Regions from separate parts of the Neogale vison genome. Here region 1 is linked to region 2. A link is a contact called in public Hi-C data. All regions are on one chromosome and are shown on one strand. The core of a region is the stretch at or near the end of the contact, and the rest is flanking DNA. Distances in the headings are between cores, read along the strand shown. Region 1 holds the start of LOC122894700 (ribonuclease K3-like). Region 2 holds the start of PARP2 (poly [ADP-ribose] polymerase 2).

Region 1 (3,215 bases), core at 469-2,968, 300 kb before region 2:
CCTAAATACAGATTAAATGAAAACCTTTTTTTAAAGATTTTTTTATTTATTTGACAGAGAGAGAGAGAGAGAGATCACAAGTAGGCAGAGAGGCAGGCAGAGAGAGTGGAGGAAGAAGACTCCCAGCTGAGCAGGGAGCCCTATGTGGGGCTCAATCCCAGGACCCGGAGATCATGACCTGAGCCAAAGGCAGAGGTTTAACCCACTGAGCCACCCAGGCACCCCTAAATGAAAACTTTTAATGAGGGGTTTCATTGGCCTGCTTCGGTCCACTTTCTTAGCCATCTACTTTAATTTCTGAATCACATGGGCAAATGCTTCCAACAATAACTTGACAAATCTCTTACCTTTGCCTGATTGTAACCTGACATCTGCTCTTGCACCAATAGCCAGAGCCCTTCTTCTTTTCCTGGAATGGTTTCCCCATCTGTTCTGCCAAACTACGTAGCTCTTGTCCACATTAATAGAGTACCTTCTTTTCTATAAGTACCATCTTACTACCACCCTGCCACCCCAAGAAGTCATAGAATAAGAAAGAGGGAGACCTGGAGGACTATCTATCAAGGCCTCATAGAACAGATGAGGATACTGAGGTACAGAGAAAGAAAACATATACTGCACCAGGCACATCTGGTGTTCCAGGGACTAGAAGCTTTCCAATGCACCACATAGGTTTCATAGTCCACACTAGCAATTTCTAGAAAAATAAAGCTAATTTTAAAGATGCCACCGAAAGCTGCTGTTTGAGGAAAACCTACAGAATATTCCATGAATTTCAATAATATTTTATCTGTAAAAAGAGTTGCTTAAAATAAAGTGCGTGTAACAAAATTATCCTTCTGCACAGTTAGTAACTGTGTTGTTGGTAGTTCTTTGAATACCTGAGACTGCTTCTGGGAAGTTGGCCAGTGCTGTTCAGATAATAATACCACTTGAGTTTCTAGTGATTACATTTATGACTTGATTATAAGGTTAGGGACACAGAGGGAGGGTCTTGCCTCATTTGAGATTTCCCTAGTCCCCAGAATGATGCTGAAATTGTTTTTACTGTCCTTCTTGAATAAAGATGTTCTCTTTTGCCCATGTATTACCATATGACACGCTATCTCAGAGTAAAAAGACTGAGGATCCCAACACTTCAGTAAGAAAGCTTAAAGAAGAGCCTGTTGGCAGTGAATCCTGGAATTTTGCAACGTTGGCTGCGGGTGGGGAGAGAGAAGTGAGTCACCAGAAAACAAAAAGGCAAGCCCCACAAGGCAGTTATGCTGGCAAAAACTGGACAAGGCCTAAATCTGGCGATCCACCTGGGTACCAAGTCAAGAATCCTTAGGTTTGGGCACGTGCAGGCCTTCCCGGGCCTCCACCCCCTTCGCCAATTCTGCGCGCTCTTCTGACCCTACATTCTAGGCGCTAGACTTTCCCGAGAAGTAAATCTCAGGGAAGAAATGTAGAGTCGCTAACTCATAAAAGAACAAGACTTTGGACATTCCTTCGTACTCCTGAGCGGCTCCAACGCGGTTCTGCAAACGCCTCCCCGAGGAGTCCCACATTGTCTCTGCTAAGAAGGGGCTCCTCGGGCCAAAACACTCTTGGTAAAACTACTGAGGAGGAGGAGAGAGAGAGCAGGATGTGAACCCACCTCGGCCTGGAACGGGGCTGCAGAAACGCGCAGGACAGTGGAAAGAAGTTTTTCTCACGGCTTCTTCCCCTGCCTGTAGGATGATAGGGAGCTCGTAGAAGACGCAAAGACTTCCTTTTAAATCTTGCTTTGGATCCTGGGTGGGGTCGGCATACGTGTGTGTACACGAACGGACGGGGCACACAGCAGGGAGAGAAAGGCGGCGCGGGAGCCTCGGTGCAGTTGGGACCGCGCCCTGTTTCTCCCGGGACGCCCCTCCCGCCTAGACCCGCCTCTGCAGTGGGCGCGGCGGGCGGGCCCTGCCTGGGAAAGAAGAGGGCCTGCAGACCCGAGCCCCACGCACCTCCGGGGACAACGGGCCTGGACACCAACCCCTGCTCCTGGGAGCGAGGCGGTCCCTCCGAGGTGTCAGCTGGCGGTCAGCCCAGGAGACCAGGCGGTTTCTCCCTGCACAGCTCGTCAGCCCTCTCTGGCATTCGTTGGTTCAGCGCACCTCTTGTGCAGAACAGTCGGAAAGCGAGAAAGTTTGGAGAGATCTGAACTTTTGCATAGTTTCGAGGGCAGGAGAAAAAAAACCAAAAGCTAGGGCTCGTCCGGGATTTGAACCCGGGACCTCTCGCACCCAAAGCGAGAATCATACCCCTAGACCAACGAGCCGACGCGACAAAAGCGCCTTTATTTCCTCTGAACAGTACTTTCTAGTGTGCAGTTGGCCGCCAGGCTGTTTCCGAGCTTCGTCCTGCATTGTGACATTTACTTTTGGCCTTGCTTCGTTGTCTCTCATTTTCATGAAGTCTCACTCCTTTGAAGCCTGGCTCGGCCCTAACCTCGCTTATTTTCCCCGATCCACATCCTGGACCCCTCCAGGGGCCGGATGGGGTGAGGACGGTCAGTTTCCAGACCTCGCGCCGCGTGGGTGAGCTCCACCGAGCACTGCCGGAAGGCTCTGGGCGCGAGCTCGAGCGCGGCGGGAGCGCGGGCGGGAGCGCGGGCGGGAGCGCGGGCGGGAGCGCGGCGGGAGCCCGGCGGGAGTCCGGCGGGAGTCCGAGGACCCGAGCAGAGCTCGCTTGCGAGCCTGGAGGGTCCTGAGCCCCAGGCTGGACGCGCGGGAAGCGTGTCAGTCTGCTACCACGTCGAGCGAGCGTAACATCCTAGGCGAGAAATGGTGGGCATCAAAATCCCAGGAGCCCGAGTCGGTGGGAGGTGCGCCAGCCTGGCGTGTGTTCGGATGGTCCAGGCCCTGAAGGAGAATCAAGGGTTCCATCTCCCACCTTTGTTTCACTTGTTCCCTCGGTCTGGAATTCTTCGTCTCAGCCAAATTCGCGTCAGATCCTGTTGGCCCTTCCTGTTCTGGCCCAAAATCTTTTTTGTAGAACTACAGAAATGTATAAAAAGATAAACTAAAGCTGCCGTGTAAGGACCTCCCCCTGAATGGCTGTGTGTATGGAAGGGGGCGGACGCTCGGGTCGGGGGATCCCAGTCGAAGCGGTTTCTTCCTCAAGGTGGAGTCGCTCCGGGCGCACCACGCAGACAGCGCACACAGCGTTTATATATAATGGTCTGTATCAATGAGTGG
Region 2 (3,252 bases), core at 561-3,060:
CATCTCTTAATCTTTGAGAAAATTAATCACTAGTAGCGTTTTGGAGGATTCCTAAAATGAATACTAGTAGAATGAATTCCAGACAGGAATCCCAGTAGCAAAAGAACAACTGCTCTCTGAGAAATTGATGGGCAAAGGAATCTCTCACCTTTCCCACCTTGGCTGTGCACTCAGGATCCACGGGAGCTTTGCCCTTTAACAGCAAGGTCTTCACGGACTCTGAGGGAGGAGATATATACTACAGCTACTTGTATGGGAATCAAAAATAACTATCATGTCATAATGAACTTTGCCCATCCCAAGCAATCCTGATCTGTCCAGGTCTCAATCTGTCTAAATTACATGAAACTGAAGATTCCAAGAAAGGAGATTCGTATTGTGGTATGCCCAAAGGATAGAAAATTAATCATATCTTTAAGAAAGGAAGAAGTAAGAGTTGAAAGAACAAGGCATCCTTTGTCCTCACCCCTCCCATAGACAATCCTGCTGGTCCATGTCCTCTCTGGCCTACCACTTGAAGCTGACCTTGCTTGTCTTCTGTTTTGTTATTATTGGCCTCTCCTCCATTCACAGGCTCCTTTTTCACCCCCTGCCTCTGGCATCTTCGAGTTTTCTTTGCAGGCAGAGGGTCTTCTATAGCTGTGTTGCCATTATGAACTCGTCCAGCTTCATCTAATGCCATGTGCATAAAGAATAGGCAAAGAACCAAAAGAAAGAATGAGTATCCACTGAACACAATCCTACTTTAAAAAAACATCATCTTTTTAAAGAAAAGGCTTAAGATGGTTTTGTAAATTTACAAAGAAATAGTAACTGCCATACCACTGTTCTTGGCAATAGTCGGAGAAATCACAACCTAAATTGCTATTCTAGCCAAATTAAAATAAAATAAAATAAGATGGAGCCCCAGGGCTCTTGTGAGCTCATAGCCTGAGGCATGAGTGTCATATAGACTGTTTATCTCTCTTTACTTGCATCCCCAAACTTTCCCAATACCTATCTTCAAACTACCCAACGTGGTATGAGATAATGGTTAACAGAGTGCTCTGGAATCTGTCTCTAGTTTAGAGCCTAGCTGGGTCTCTTCCAGCTGTGGAAACTTATAGAATTTACTTCATCTCTTTGCACCTGAGTTGCCCCGACTGTAAAATCCAGAGGAGGACAACAATAGCACCTAATTTGTAGGATGGACCTACACAATTGTAGGATGGATGCACATAAGAACATAACACAGAGAGAGTGTAATACTCCTCAATTCTAAGACCTGAATTTTACTATCTTTGAAACTCGGCTGCATCTTACAATGGATGACATATAAACAATGAATCACGTTTTAACTGGAAGCATTTTTTTCCTTTCTTAGTGATACATAAAATAATGATGCATCTTAATAAATATTATTAATAAATAAATATTATTAATAAATATTTTCAATTAGATGACATTAAGTATTTAAAATAGTGCTGGCACTGTGTTAGTTACTAAAGGTCCACAAGCTCTTATACACAATTCTGTAATCCGAAAAGCTCTGAAAACTGAAGTTTAAAAAGTTCAGCACCTAAACTAGCTTGATAGCCAAGGACGGTCAGGGGGCGACGGAAGGGGTGGGGCTAGAGCAGAGGGCCCCGCTCCTCTTCAGACTCCCCGCCCCCCAGTATTCGCCCCCTACAATGTGCACCGAACCTCCGACCCCGTTGCTGCGCGTCCCCCGCCGTCTGGCAGCCATGGAGCCTGAACGTTCCTGTCGGCAAACCCGCCCCGGGCAATACCCGCCTGGAGTCACAGGGCGGGAACACAGCGCGCGTGCGTGCGTGCTGAGAAGACGCGTGCAAGGGACAGGGGCGGTACTCCCCGCGATATTTGCATGTTGCTACGCGTTGTGGGAAGTCACCATAACTGTAAAATGTCTTTAGATGCGGGAGCCTTATAAATGCTCGCTGGGGCCACCCTTTCCCATAGGGCGGAGGGAAGCTCATCGGTGGGGCCACGAGCTGAGTGCCTTGTGTCACTCTATCCCATGTCCCCTGGGAAGGTCTGAGACTAGGGCCATAGAGCGGCCCTAACAGGGTCCTCCCTGATTTCGGGGAGGTGAGTTCCCAGAGAACGGGGCTCCGCGCGAGGGCAGACTGGGCAGGAGATGCCATGGACCCAACCCCCTGCGGAAGGGCCTGGCGGATGCCTCCTTAGCCGGAGCTTGGAACAGACTCACGGCCAGCAAAGTGAGTTCAATGGCTGAGGTGAGGTACCCTGGCTGGGGGCCTCATAACCTAATTCAGACTACTCTCCCCCGCCTCTTTTTGAAGAAAAGCAGAGTATGAGGAAGGAGCGGGGAAAATGTGATGACTTTGGGTCAGGAGTGGGGCCAAGCACTGAACAAGCTTAACAAGTCTCCATTTGGACCTTGAGGTAAGGAAGGAGGGTTTCTTAAGACAAAAGTCACTGGTTATAAGAGAAAAGATTGATACACTTGATTTCCTGGAATTAAAGAGCTTTGTTCATCAAAATATAAAAACCAAAATTCTTATTGTTTGTATGTGGTTTGGTTGTGAATAAGAAACTACAAAATAAAAATTTTTAACTCATTACAGAAGTTTAACAAGGCTGATAGAAAAGAACACGTAAGAATAAATTGCATCTTTACAAGAGCTTCAAATAGAAATAAAATTTTTAAGAAATAATAACATTTACTATAATATCAAAGTCTATCAGATACTTGGAAATAAATCTGACAAAATATAGGTGCTCAGCAAATGTTTGCTGGATTGAATTGGTTAATTTCTTTCCTTGGTAAGTCAACATTTGTTGCATCTAATTTAATTATGACACAAATAAGCTAGACTGGTCTAAAAGATGTTAATTTGGAGATAGGAAAATGTGACAAAAATGGAACATTTTTTAAAAATAATTATCAGAGCTTTGGGTACTAGGCAGAGTTAAGTGCTTTAACATGTATGTCATTTAATCTCAAATTGATAATACCTAGAATTTATTTGCTGATTACTATGCTATGAGCGTTGCAAACATGATTTAATTCTCACAACAACCCCATAGGATAAGTATTATTATTGTTCCCATTTTATGGCTAAGGAAGCTGAGCTTTCGAAAAATTCAAGTAATTTATTCAAGCTCACATAGTATATTAGTTTACTAGGGCTGCCATAACTGTCATAGACCGGGTGGCTCAAACAACAGAAATTTATTTTCTCAACTCTGGAAGCTAGAAATCCAAGACAAGGATGTCTACAATGTAGG

What was found. A called contact is a pair of places that touch in the nucleus more often than the background predicts.
Region 1: a contact with region 2 is called in a Hi-C map of muscle, with 5 times the contacts expected there. The contact joins the promoter of LOC122894700 here to the promoter of PARP2 in region 2. A contact is called at or near these places in 2 of 3 Hi-C or Micro-C datasets (fibroblasts and muscle).

The regions. Positions count from the first base shown.
Region 1 is chr13:96,470,827-96,474,041 of ASM_NN_V1, reverse strand. It overlaps LOC122894700 (ribonuclease K3-like), which reads right to left and starts at 1,718. Exons shown (of 3, transcript XM_044232439.1): 1 at 1,640-1,718. RNASE4 (ribonuclease 4) reads right to left here and starts at 1,722. Exons shown (of 2, transcript XM_044232442.1): 1 at 1,640-1,722. It overlaps TRNAP-UGG (a tRNA gene), which reads right to left and starts at 2,296; the gene lies at 2,225-2,296. LOC122893544 (a long non-coding RNA gene) reads left to right here and starts at 2,905. Exons shown (of 4, transcript XR_006381648.1): 1 at 2,905-3,215.
Region 2 is chr13:96,173,940-96,177,191 of ASM_NN_V1, reverse strand. PARP2 (poly [ADP-ribose] polymerase 2) reads right to left here and starts at 1,810. Exons shown (of 16, transcript XM_044230856.1): 1 at 1,684-1,810; 2 at 526-672; 3 at 149-219. The coding sequence starts at 1,726.